Linked DNA regions of Mus musculus: region 1 is linked to region 2. The links are chromatin contacts, called in public promoter capture Hi-C maps. All regions are on one chromosome and are shown on one strand. Each heading gives the region's core, a stretch centred on a gene start, on an enhancer-like site or on the middle of the called end of the contact. The rest is flanking DNA. Distances are from core to core; before and after follow the strand shown.

Region 1 (4,802 bases), core at 2,010-4,509, 63 kb before region 2:
GTCCACCCTCCCTCCATTAATGGAGTGAACAGACAGTGGAGTAAAATTCTAAGACCCTTTGTGCCAGCAGGATGCCAGCTGAGATTCTATGAGTACCAGCTCTAAGGCCAGGGCAGGTTTGGGGGTGCCTAGGTGAGAGGTTGCTGATGCTACACTCCCCTGTGTTCTTGGCAGGCTTCAGGATGCCATCTTAGTGCAGTTCCTTGGAAATTATATCAGCAGGTCACCCATAGGAATAGCAGAAGCAGGTCTCTCATCTCCAGCAAGTCTCTGGTAGCTGGGGTAAGAGAATTGCCTGCAGCTCTATTTGCATCCCAGTGACTGGGTCCAGTGAGCTTGCTGCCCTGGGCTGAAGCCTCGGGTGTAGAAAGCCTTTGAGTCTGTCTCTGAAGACTCTTGAAGCAGAAACCATCAGGGAACTGGCAAAGCCAGGAAGCAAGATCTGAAGTCTTCCTTCCTAGGCAAAAATGGCTTGGATCCTCAGGATGGCCAAATTTATTGAGAAGCAGTTGAGCTGCGATTGGCTGAACGTGGGTTTATAAATAGGGTGGAAGATGGGGCCAAGGAGAGAAGAGCCTTACAACGGTCTGTTTCTGGCTGTTCTGTGTTGCTAGGGTAATCTTTCAGGCTTGGTCAAACTTGAGGCTGGGCTTGTCAAAAGCTGAAGCTTCCCCAAAGCTAGGGTTTTGTTTCTTCCACAGCTGCTGCCCACGGACAGCTACCAGCAGCCAGCTCTTCACCCCGGGGACTTGAACTTCAGCGTCTGATAATCCTACAGCAGGTAGGAAGCTCTGAATCAGGTGTGCCCCCCCCCAGCCCCTATTAATGGCCCCTATAAAAGAACCCAGCTAAAAATATAAGACAAGTTCTATGTTCTATGGTCCTGTGGTCACAGCCTCAACATACACTTCAACCAAAACTCCAAAGGTGTGACCCCTGGGACCCCTGCTGGCTTTTGTAATGGTTAGCTTAACCCACTGGACCATCTCAAGAACACTGAAGGATCGATCCACTGGCATCACGGGAAGCTGGTTGGCTGTGTCTGCTGCAGCTCGGTGTCATTCATGTGCCCGGCAGCACCTGAGCGCCCGGAAGATTGGAGGCTGCAGGAATCTTGTGAATAAAGGTGTCCTCATTCACTTCTGACCACTGACATGAGGTCCACAACACCGCCACAGCACCCGACCGAGTGGCTGCTTGGCATGGACTAACATGGCTTCTGTTGTGTTACAACCCTGAGTGTTGCCAGACACCTGAGGGAAAGCGCACAGGGATGGTGACCTGGGACAGCTCAGACAAACAGGGGCAGTCTCTTCTACTGTGTTCTGGTCACTAAGCTTCACCCATGTTCAAAGGAAGTAATGACAAGCCCACCCTAATTCCACTGCAGGAGGAGTTTGGGGGGCGTGGCGGGGCGGGGGCGCATGTTACACTGAGCATCTTAGGACAGGCATCCGTGTCCATCCTCCTCCTTCCTCGGAATTCACCTGGACTCTGTAAAGAGATGTGCCGTGATGAAGAACAGCTGTCACTAATAACCCCTCAGGGTGTGTTCTATCAGGTAACTATCCAAATTATCCAAAACAGATGCTCTTAACTGCAAACTTCGTCTTCATCCTGAAACCTTTGCTTTTGCCAACACTGAGGTCACAGAGCTTATTTTGAGCATGGCACGAAATGCCAATATCCGTACCACTGTGAACCCCAAGTCACCTCCAAGTCATCACAGGCGGCCCTCAGTTCATTCATCCGGGAGTCCAGAGGAGCTCACCTAAGGTTCACAGGAGCTGCATTCTGCAGGGTCCTGCTCGTGACCACGCCCACTTGTGCACCTAAATAAACTCCGGGAGGAGACCGCCCACTTCCAACTGCTTCCTTTGGCTTCTCTGTGTGCAACCAAGTTGTAGAACTGAGAAAGCCAGAAGGACATGGAGAGGGAGCCCCCAATTTCAGCTGCCCTGGAGGATCTCTGATCACACCGGAAGCTGTCCAGGATGCCAGCATGAGATGCCTGGGTAAGTAGTCTCGGGGGGAGGGGGGCAGAGCGCCCACTTCCGTAGGGCTCCTCCCTTACCCACCCCCATTTGCCCTTTTTGAATCAAGGGCTTTTGGGATCTTAGCTTGTTTTGTACTGGGGTTTGTGAAATTGGGTTTGGGGATCAAAGTTAATGTTTGCATGCAAGCTTGATAGAGATCAGTTCTGGAAACAATTGATTGTTGGTAATTTGTCCTGTGTGTGTGTGTGTGTGTGTGTGTGTGTTCAAATAATGATCAAATAACCAAAACCATAACATTTTTTGTACAAACCACTTTCCCACAACTGTTTACTGAGTATTTGGCCAAGTTTATATATGCCCACTCTGTGCATGTGGTGCCAGAAGAGCCCATCAGATCCTCTGGAGCTGGAGCTAACGATGACTGAGCCATCCAATGTGGGGTCTGGGGACCAGGCTCAGGTCCTCCACAGGAGCAGTGTGGGCTCTTAACTATCTTAACCACCAAGCCATCTCTCTATCCTTTTCTAAACCCCCTTGCTGGACATGAATTATAGTGTCCCCTCTCATTCTGTGGGTCTTTCATGGCCTTGATTGTTCGTCTTCTGGGGGAAAGATTTGGTTCCATATGTTCACATATCCTACAATGACCTTGTCCATCTTCCTCCCCAGCTGTGCCTCCACCCCCAGTTCCTAGAAATTCTACTTATTCATAAGTTTCCATGCATAAGAGGAAACATACCAAATGTGTCCTTGTATCTGGATTATTTTGCTTATCATGTCCTTTCCAGTTCTTGCTTTTCCTGCAAGTGAATATTGCATTCTTTTTTGTGGCTGACTGCACTGATTGCTCTCAGCAGCCAGAATACTTAAGAGAGGAACTTAACTGATGAAGGGTTCTGTGTGGCTCAGAGGATTCAGTCCATCATAGCAGGGAAGTGGGACAAAGCAACTCAAATCATGGTGGACCGGAAGCAGAGGAAGGAAGGGATTTCAGACCTGGTATGACCTTGCAAGGCATACATAAGTGACCCACATCTTCCAGCTAGGTTCCAGAATTCTTAAAGCCCCTCAAGAAAATGCCACCAGCTGGAGACTAAGTCTTTATAACATGAGCCTGTAGGGAGGTGTTTCATATTTGTGCTGGTTAGGTTTTTTGTTTGTCAACTTGAGGCAGCTAAGGTCATCTGGATGAAGAGAGAACCTGGAATGAGAAAATGCCCTCACCAGATTTGCCTGCAGACACATCTGTGTGGGCATTTTTTGATTACTGATTGATGTGGGAGGAGCAACCATGGGCAGTGCCGTTCCTGGACAGGTGGTTCTAGGTACTATAAGCAGGCTGAGCAAGCCTCCAGGTCTCTGCCCTGATTTCCCTAGGTAACAAACTTTGCCTGAACTGAAGAATTGAAACAAATTTATCTCCAAGTTGCTTTTGGTCAGTTTTTATCATAGCCATGGAACGCAAATCAGGACAATATTGAAAGCATAGCACTGGACAGAACTCCATTGTCTAAATAGAGCTTATCTTCATTTTTATCCATCTCTGTGCAGGTGCCTCTTCTCATTCCATAACTTAGCTACATAAGTAGAACACCAATACACATGGATACAAAGGCATCTCTTATATGCCGACCTCATTTCCTCTGGATAAATATCCAGAAGTGGGAGAGCCAAATCATATGATGGTTTTATTTTCAGTCTTTTGAGGGGTTTCCATATGGTTTTTCATAAAAACTATGTTCTACTTTACATTCCTGCCAGTGATGAATTGAGGAAGGATTCCTTTTGGTCCAGAATCTCATGGTAATTTTGATTTGTGTTTTCCTGATGGTGAGTGATACTGAGCCTGCTTGTATGTATTGGCCACCTGAATTTCATATTCTCAGAACAACTACCTCTCTGTCTGTGTGTCTGTCTCTGTGCATATGTGTATGACATAATTTCACTATGTAACACAGGCTGGCCTAGAACTCACAATCTTCTTGTGCCAACTTCCTGAACTGGAATTACACCGCACCTGGCAATTTGCCCATTTGTAACTGACTTACCTGTTTTGTTGTTAATGAGTTTTTGTAGTTCTTTATATATTCTATATATCAATGCTCCATCCTATGAGTATCTTGCAACCATCAGCTCTCTATGTTCTATCTCTTTATTGATTATTTCCTTGGATTTGAAGAAACTCTTTAATATAATCTGATTTGTCAGTTCTTGTTTTTGTTTTCTGTGTTTTTGAAACCCTTCTCAGAAAACTGTTGCTATGTCAATATTTTGAAGACTTTTCTCTTTGGTTTTCCCTGGTAGTTTTAGACAATGGGGTCTTACATTAATGTCTTTGTTCCATTTTGAGTTTACGTTGGCTTAGGGTAAGACATGGGGATCTGATTTCAACCTTGTGCATGTGGGTAGCCCGCAGCCCCAGTGCCTTGTATATGTACTTTTCTCTCTCTCCTCTTTTTTCCTTTCTTTCTTTCTTTCTTTCTTTCTTTCTTGTTTGTTTGTTTGTTTGTGTCTTTTTTTGAGATAGGGTTTCTCTGTGTGCATCCCTGGTTATCTTAGAACTTGCTCTGTAGAGCAGGCTGGCCTCAAACCCACAGGTCCACCTGCCTCTGCCTCTGCCTCTGCCTCTGCCTCTGCCTCTGCCTCTGCCTCTGCCTCTGCCTCTGCCTCTGCCTCTGCCTCTGCCTCTGCCTCTGCCTCTGCCTCTGCCTCTGCCTCTGCCTCCTGAGTGCTAGGATTAAAGGCATATGCCATCACTGTCCAGTGGTCTGTACTTTTCTTGTTTTGTTATGCCCTTGCCAAGTT
Region 2 (5,396 bases), core at 295-2,794:
CGCATACGCCTGTGGGTGGCATAAGATGGATAACACTGAAACTGGAGGGTCATAAAGGAAAGCGGAAAGCCCGCCCCAGGGCTGCAGTTGGGGACAGCTTCTCTGAAGATGTGGTGCGTTAATGGTGGGAGCTTCCTAACTCAAGGAGATAGTAAACAACACACAAAAGTCCGTGCGTGAGTCCTGGAGGACTTTTTGAGCGACTATTATCTGCCTTGTTAAGGAAGCAGGAAAGACAACTGTTGCATTTCCTGATCTCAGAGAGCTTACAGTCTGGTAGGAGAGCAGATGCACAGAGGACAGGGGCACTGAGGGCATGGTTAGTTCTCTATTGGCAGTAACTGAGAGTGGAGGGGCACAGAAGAGCCCAAGAGGCTCCTTAGGTTGTGTGGAGGGTACAATATGTTTGGGCTGAGCAACCCAGAGCCAGACTTTGTCTGGCTGGTAAGAGACAGAGGTGCCTGCTATCACAATCCAAGGGTCTGCTTGAGGCAGAGCCAGTGCAAAGGATGTGGTTAGAGCCAGCCTGGTGTACTGAAGAGGGGCGAAGAGCTTGAGTAAGGAGTCTCAGCGGTGGTTTGAGAGGCAGGGTGGTTAATGGAGTAGCTGCAGGGGAGAATCCTTGGGAGGGAGCCTGCAGGACAGAGCTTTGGTCAGGAAGTGATGGGCATGTCACTGGACCCTGTATTGTCTCTGACTTTTCTCAAGTAGGACAATGACTCTGCCCAGGGAGGGGGTCTGTGACAAGGTGGAAGGGCCAGAGGAGAACTTCTGAGAAGAAAACCAGAGGCCGTGAAGAGGTGGGAAGGGCATGGGATTCAGAACCTCAGGCCCACCAGGACACAACCCCAGGTCCACAGCAGATGGGTGACCTTGCATGTCTCAGTCACCAGCATTGTGCTCCTTGCTTATCACGCTTGGGTGAAGGAAATGACCCAAATAGCATAAAGCCTGAAGGCCGGGACTAGGCCAGCTAGGGCTTGCCCTTCCCTTCCCAGCTGCACTTTCCATAGGTCCCACCTTCAGCAGATTAGACCCGCCTCCTGCTTCCTGCCTCCTTGCCTCCTCACTCATGGGTCTATGCCCACCTCCAGTCTCGGGACTGAGGCTCACTGAAGTCCCATCGAGGTCTGGTCTGGTGAATCAGCGGCTGGCTCTGGGCCCTGGGCGACCAGTTAGGTTCCGGGCATGCTAGGCAATGAACTCTACCCGGAATTGGGGGTGCGGGGAGGCGGGGAGGTCTCCAACCCAGCCTTTTGAGGACGTGCCTGTCGCTGCACGGTGCTTTTTATAGACGATGGTGGCCCATTTTGCAGAAGGGAAAGCCGGAGCCCTCTGGGGAGCAAGGTCCCCGCAAATGGACGGATGACCTGAGCTTGGTTCTGCCAGTCCACTTCCCAAATCCCTCACCCCATTCTAGGGACTAGGGAAAGATCTCCTGATTGGTCATATCTGGGGGCCTGGCCGGAGGGCCTCCTATGATTGGAGAGATCTAGGCTGGGCGGGCCCTAGAGCCCGCCTCTTCTCTGCCTGGAGGAGGAGCACTGACCCTAACCCTCTCTGCACAAGACCCGAGCTTGTGCGCCCTTCTGGGAGCTTGCTGCCCCTGTGCTGACTGCTGACAGCTGACTGACGCTCGCAGCTAGCAGGTACTTCTGGGTTGCTAGCCCAGAGCCCTGGGCCGGTGACCCTGTTTTCCCTACTTCCCGTCTTTGACCTTGGGTAAGTTTCTTTTTCTTTTGTTTTTGAGAGAGGCACCCAGATCCTCTCCACTACAGGCAGCCGCTGAACCTTGGATCCTCAGCTCCTGCCCTGGGAACTACAGTTCCTGCCCTTTTTTTCCCACCTTGAGGGAGGTTTTCCCTGAGTAGCTTCGACTATCCTGGAACAAGCTTTGTAGACCAGCCTGGGTCTCCGGAGAGTTGGGATTAAAGGCGTGCACCACCACCCCAGGCTCATGTCCTAGGAGTTTTCTTGAGCACAGCTGAATCTTGGCTTCTGGTCTGTAAAATGTGGAGGTGTGGTGTCTTAACAGTACACCTCTCCTGAGGTTCCTGGAGAATTCTGGTCCTAGGCAGCTGGTGGTGAGTGTTGGCACTGTCCTCTGTCCATATAAGTTCTCTGTGCCCAGGAGACAGCAGGGACATATTTTACAGAGGCATTTGAGACACAGGGAAGGTGAAGTTCACTAAGGCCTTGCAGGCTTGAGAGCTGGGTTGCTCTATTGTTCCCTGTAGCCACACCCAGGATCATGGAAGTGTCTGATCTTGACTCCCTGAGGGACTTATCCACCCCCCACCTGGAGCCAGGGCAAAGAGGCTATCATAGGAGAGGGTCAGCCTTGAGCAGTTATAGGAGGGGGTTCCTTGCAGAATGTCTGGCCATGGGGTGAACTCTGACTACCACTAGGTCTGCTCCCAGCATGGGACTGCAGCAGGCTATAGAGGGAGGGCTCCTGCCACTGTTCTGCTGTCCTGACCCAGGGGCTAGAAGAAGGGACCTGCGGAACAGGAGCCCTCTGAGTCCCTGAAGGCCCAAGGCTTCAGCAGCCCCTGGGGGTGTCCCATGACAAGAAGACAGGGGTGGGAGTCTGCACCCTATAGCCTGGGGCTCAGTAGACCCTCCAGACCCTCATTTGCTATCTGTGTGGCCAAAGGCCAGCTTTATGTGACAGTCCTCACTCCATGTTCCTTCTTGTCCCTGAGCTGTGATAACGGCTGATCTGCAGCCATCCTGACTGAAGCCAGAAGTGGGGTTTTTGTTGTTTTGTTTGCTTGTGTTTTTCTCCCTTACTCTTTCTATAAATAACAGATGTTCAGAGGGAAGGGAGGCAGGTGAGGGAGCACAGAGCTGAAATCTCAGCACTCAAGGGGCTGAGGTGGGAGGATGGAAATGTCCAGGGCAGCCTGGGCTATGCACTGAATCCCCCTTGAAAGAAGGCAACAAATACATAGAGCACACACACACACACCATCCTGCAGACTCACATAGACACACACACCATATCCCAGACCCACAGACACACCATACCACAGACACACCATATCACACTGACACAAAGACAGATGCACATACCACAGACACCCACATACAATACACACACACATACATACACACAAACACACATGCACACATACACATCATACCACAGACAGACAAACACACACACACACCATACTACAGACAGACACATACACCATACCATAGACACACACACCATACCCCAGACACACAAACACACCATACCACACAGACACAAAGACACATACACATACCACAGACACCCACATGCAATACACACACACACACACACACACACACACACACATACCATACCACAGACAGACAAACACACATACCATACCACAGACAGACACATACACTATACCATAGACACACACACCATACTACAGACACACATACCATACCATACCATACCATACCATACCATACCATACCATACCCCCCCCCACACACACACACACCACATTACTGCTTTGGGAAATTACAGTGAGCTGCTATCTGCTGGAACATGTTGGCTCACATATCCCCAGCCAGCAACAGTTGGCTACATCCTGATGGCATGGTCTACTAACTGCAATTCACCACAGCATAAACCCACCCGTTGTCCTCTGGTCTTCCTACAGTTTGTAAGGGAGACACTAAGTCAGGACTGAGCCATTTTTCATGCCCCCTGCAGAGTTTGACTCCACTTACTGTTCCCCAAACCTCCCCAACACTGTGTATAATATTATTTTCAATACCTGTCGGTTTTACAGGGGGGAGTATGTACTGTGTTTAACACTGCATTGTTCTAACTGGTTGTGATTTGAACATTATTTTGTCTGTTGGCTGTAAGTTTTTCCTTTTAGTAAACTGCTTTATATGTGAAACTTTGTCATGTTCAATTTATATTCCACTGTTAGAGCCAGGCTTGGAAAGCCTACTGTTCACCAATATTTTCTAACAGTCCTCTCTCTCTCTCTCTCTCTCTCTCTCTCTCTCTCTCTCCCTCTCTCTCTCCCCTCCCCCCCTCCTACTCCTCTTCCTTCTCTTTCTCCTCCATTTTTGAGACAGGGTTTCATGTAGCCCAGGCTGGCCCCAAGCCCTCTTTGTAGCTGGTGATGACCTTGACCTCCAATCCTCCTGCATCCACCTCCCAAGAGCTTTGCTAACAGCCTGTTCCAGTACACTTAGTTCTGTGGAGCTGGGGATGAAACTTCATGCATGCTAGAATTGATGTTCAGTCAGCTGAGCCAAATTCCCACCTTACTATATTTTCTTCTTGTCTTTGGTGTAAAAATATTTACTTTTAATCCAGTTGGACTTTTTTTGAGCAAAATGTAGGCCCAGAGAGCTCTATTTGTTCCTTTAAATTAATAATCAACCCTCAAAACTTGTTTTAAGTTTATGGGAAAACATGAGGGCAGAATTGGATTCCCATATATTCACTCTGCCCATGTTGTCTCCTGTTAAACATTCACCGTGCTATGTGAGCCTATGCCAATGCGTGTGATGACCTCAAATCCGTGTTCTGCAGTGAGCTGTTGGCATGCTCTTCAGGTTTGGGCGGTGTGTAAGGACCTGTATCCATCCTTGTAGACTTAGAGCCCATGAGTGTTCTCTACCCACCACCCTCCCCTCTGCCCTGGAAACCACTGACCTTTGCACTATCTCTGGCTTATGGTCCATGATCTGAACCCCATCCTCACTGGCTTTTGCCTTGTTTTTCCATTCACTCCCTAACCGGTGTCATAGTTGCTTCCAGGATTGGTCAGTTCTAAGTAATGCTGCATGTGGGGTTTTATGTGGACATTAGCTTTCTGTCCATTTGAAGAAATGCCAATGAGGGCGTGTCCTAGCATTGCTGTGATGAAACCCCATGGCCAATAGCAACTTGGGAAGGAAAGGGTTTAATTGGCTTATGCTTTGTCATCACCATTCATCATCAATGGAAGTCAGGAACTCAAACATGCAGGAGCCTGGAGGCAGGAGCTGATGCAGAGGTCATAGAGGAGTGCTGCTTACTGGCTTGCTCCACATGGCTTTCTCAGCCTGTTTTCTTAAAGAACCCAGGACCACCAGCACAGGACCCCACCCACAACGAGCTGGGCCTCCCACACCAATCACTAATTAAGAAAATGGCCATAGGCTTGCCTACGCCCTGATCTGATGATGGAGGTGTTTTCTCCATTGGGGTTCCCTCCTCTTCAATGCTCTAGCTCTGTCAAATTGACATAAAAGTGTCTGGCGCAGAGTGGGTTCTAGAACCCATAGTTACAGTGAGGGGTGCCTTAGATCAAGCATGCTTTGGGGAACTGGAACGGTGGCTTACTGGTTAAGAGGGCTTGCTGCTCTTCCAGAGGACTTGCATTCTATTCCCAGCACTGAGGCAA

The links. Promoter capture Hi-C pulls out the DNA fragments that hold promoters and counts their contacts.
Region 1: a promoter capture Hi-C map of liver shows a contact between it and region 2. The contact joins the enhancer-like site here to the promoter of Aldh1l1 in region 2. A contact is called at or near these places in 1 of 39 promoter capture datasets (liver), 1 of 15 datasets of contacts at CTCF or cohesin (embryonic stem cells), 2 of 484 Hi-C or Micro-C datasets (embryonic stem cells and liver), 3 of 115 datasets of contacts at active chromatin or transcription factors (embryonic stem cells and intestinal crypt epithelium) and 2 of 9 other capture datasets (adipose tissue and liver).

What each region holds. Positions count from the first base shown.
Region 1 is chr6:90,484,517-90,489,318 of GRCm38.p6, forward strand. It overlaps a transcript of Klf15 not described here. Among named protein-coding and RNA genes, the nearest start is that of Klf15, 24 kb to the left of the region's middle. Within about 2 kb of position 3,260, at least 4 of the 459 cell types and tissues checked have an H3K27ac peak or open chromatin away from gene starts, as enhancers often do. A contact at or near this core is called in liver, where this site is marked.
Region 2 is chr6:90,549,249-90,554,644 of GRCm38.p6, forward strand. It overlaps Aldh1l1 (aldehyde dehydrogenase 1 family, member L1), which reads left to right and starts at 1,545. Exons shown (of 23, transcript NM_027406.2): 1 at 1,545-1,722.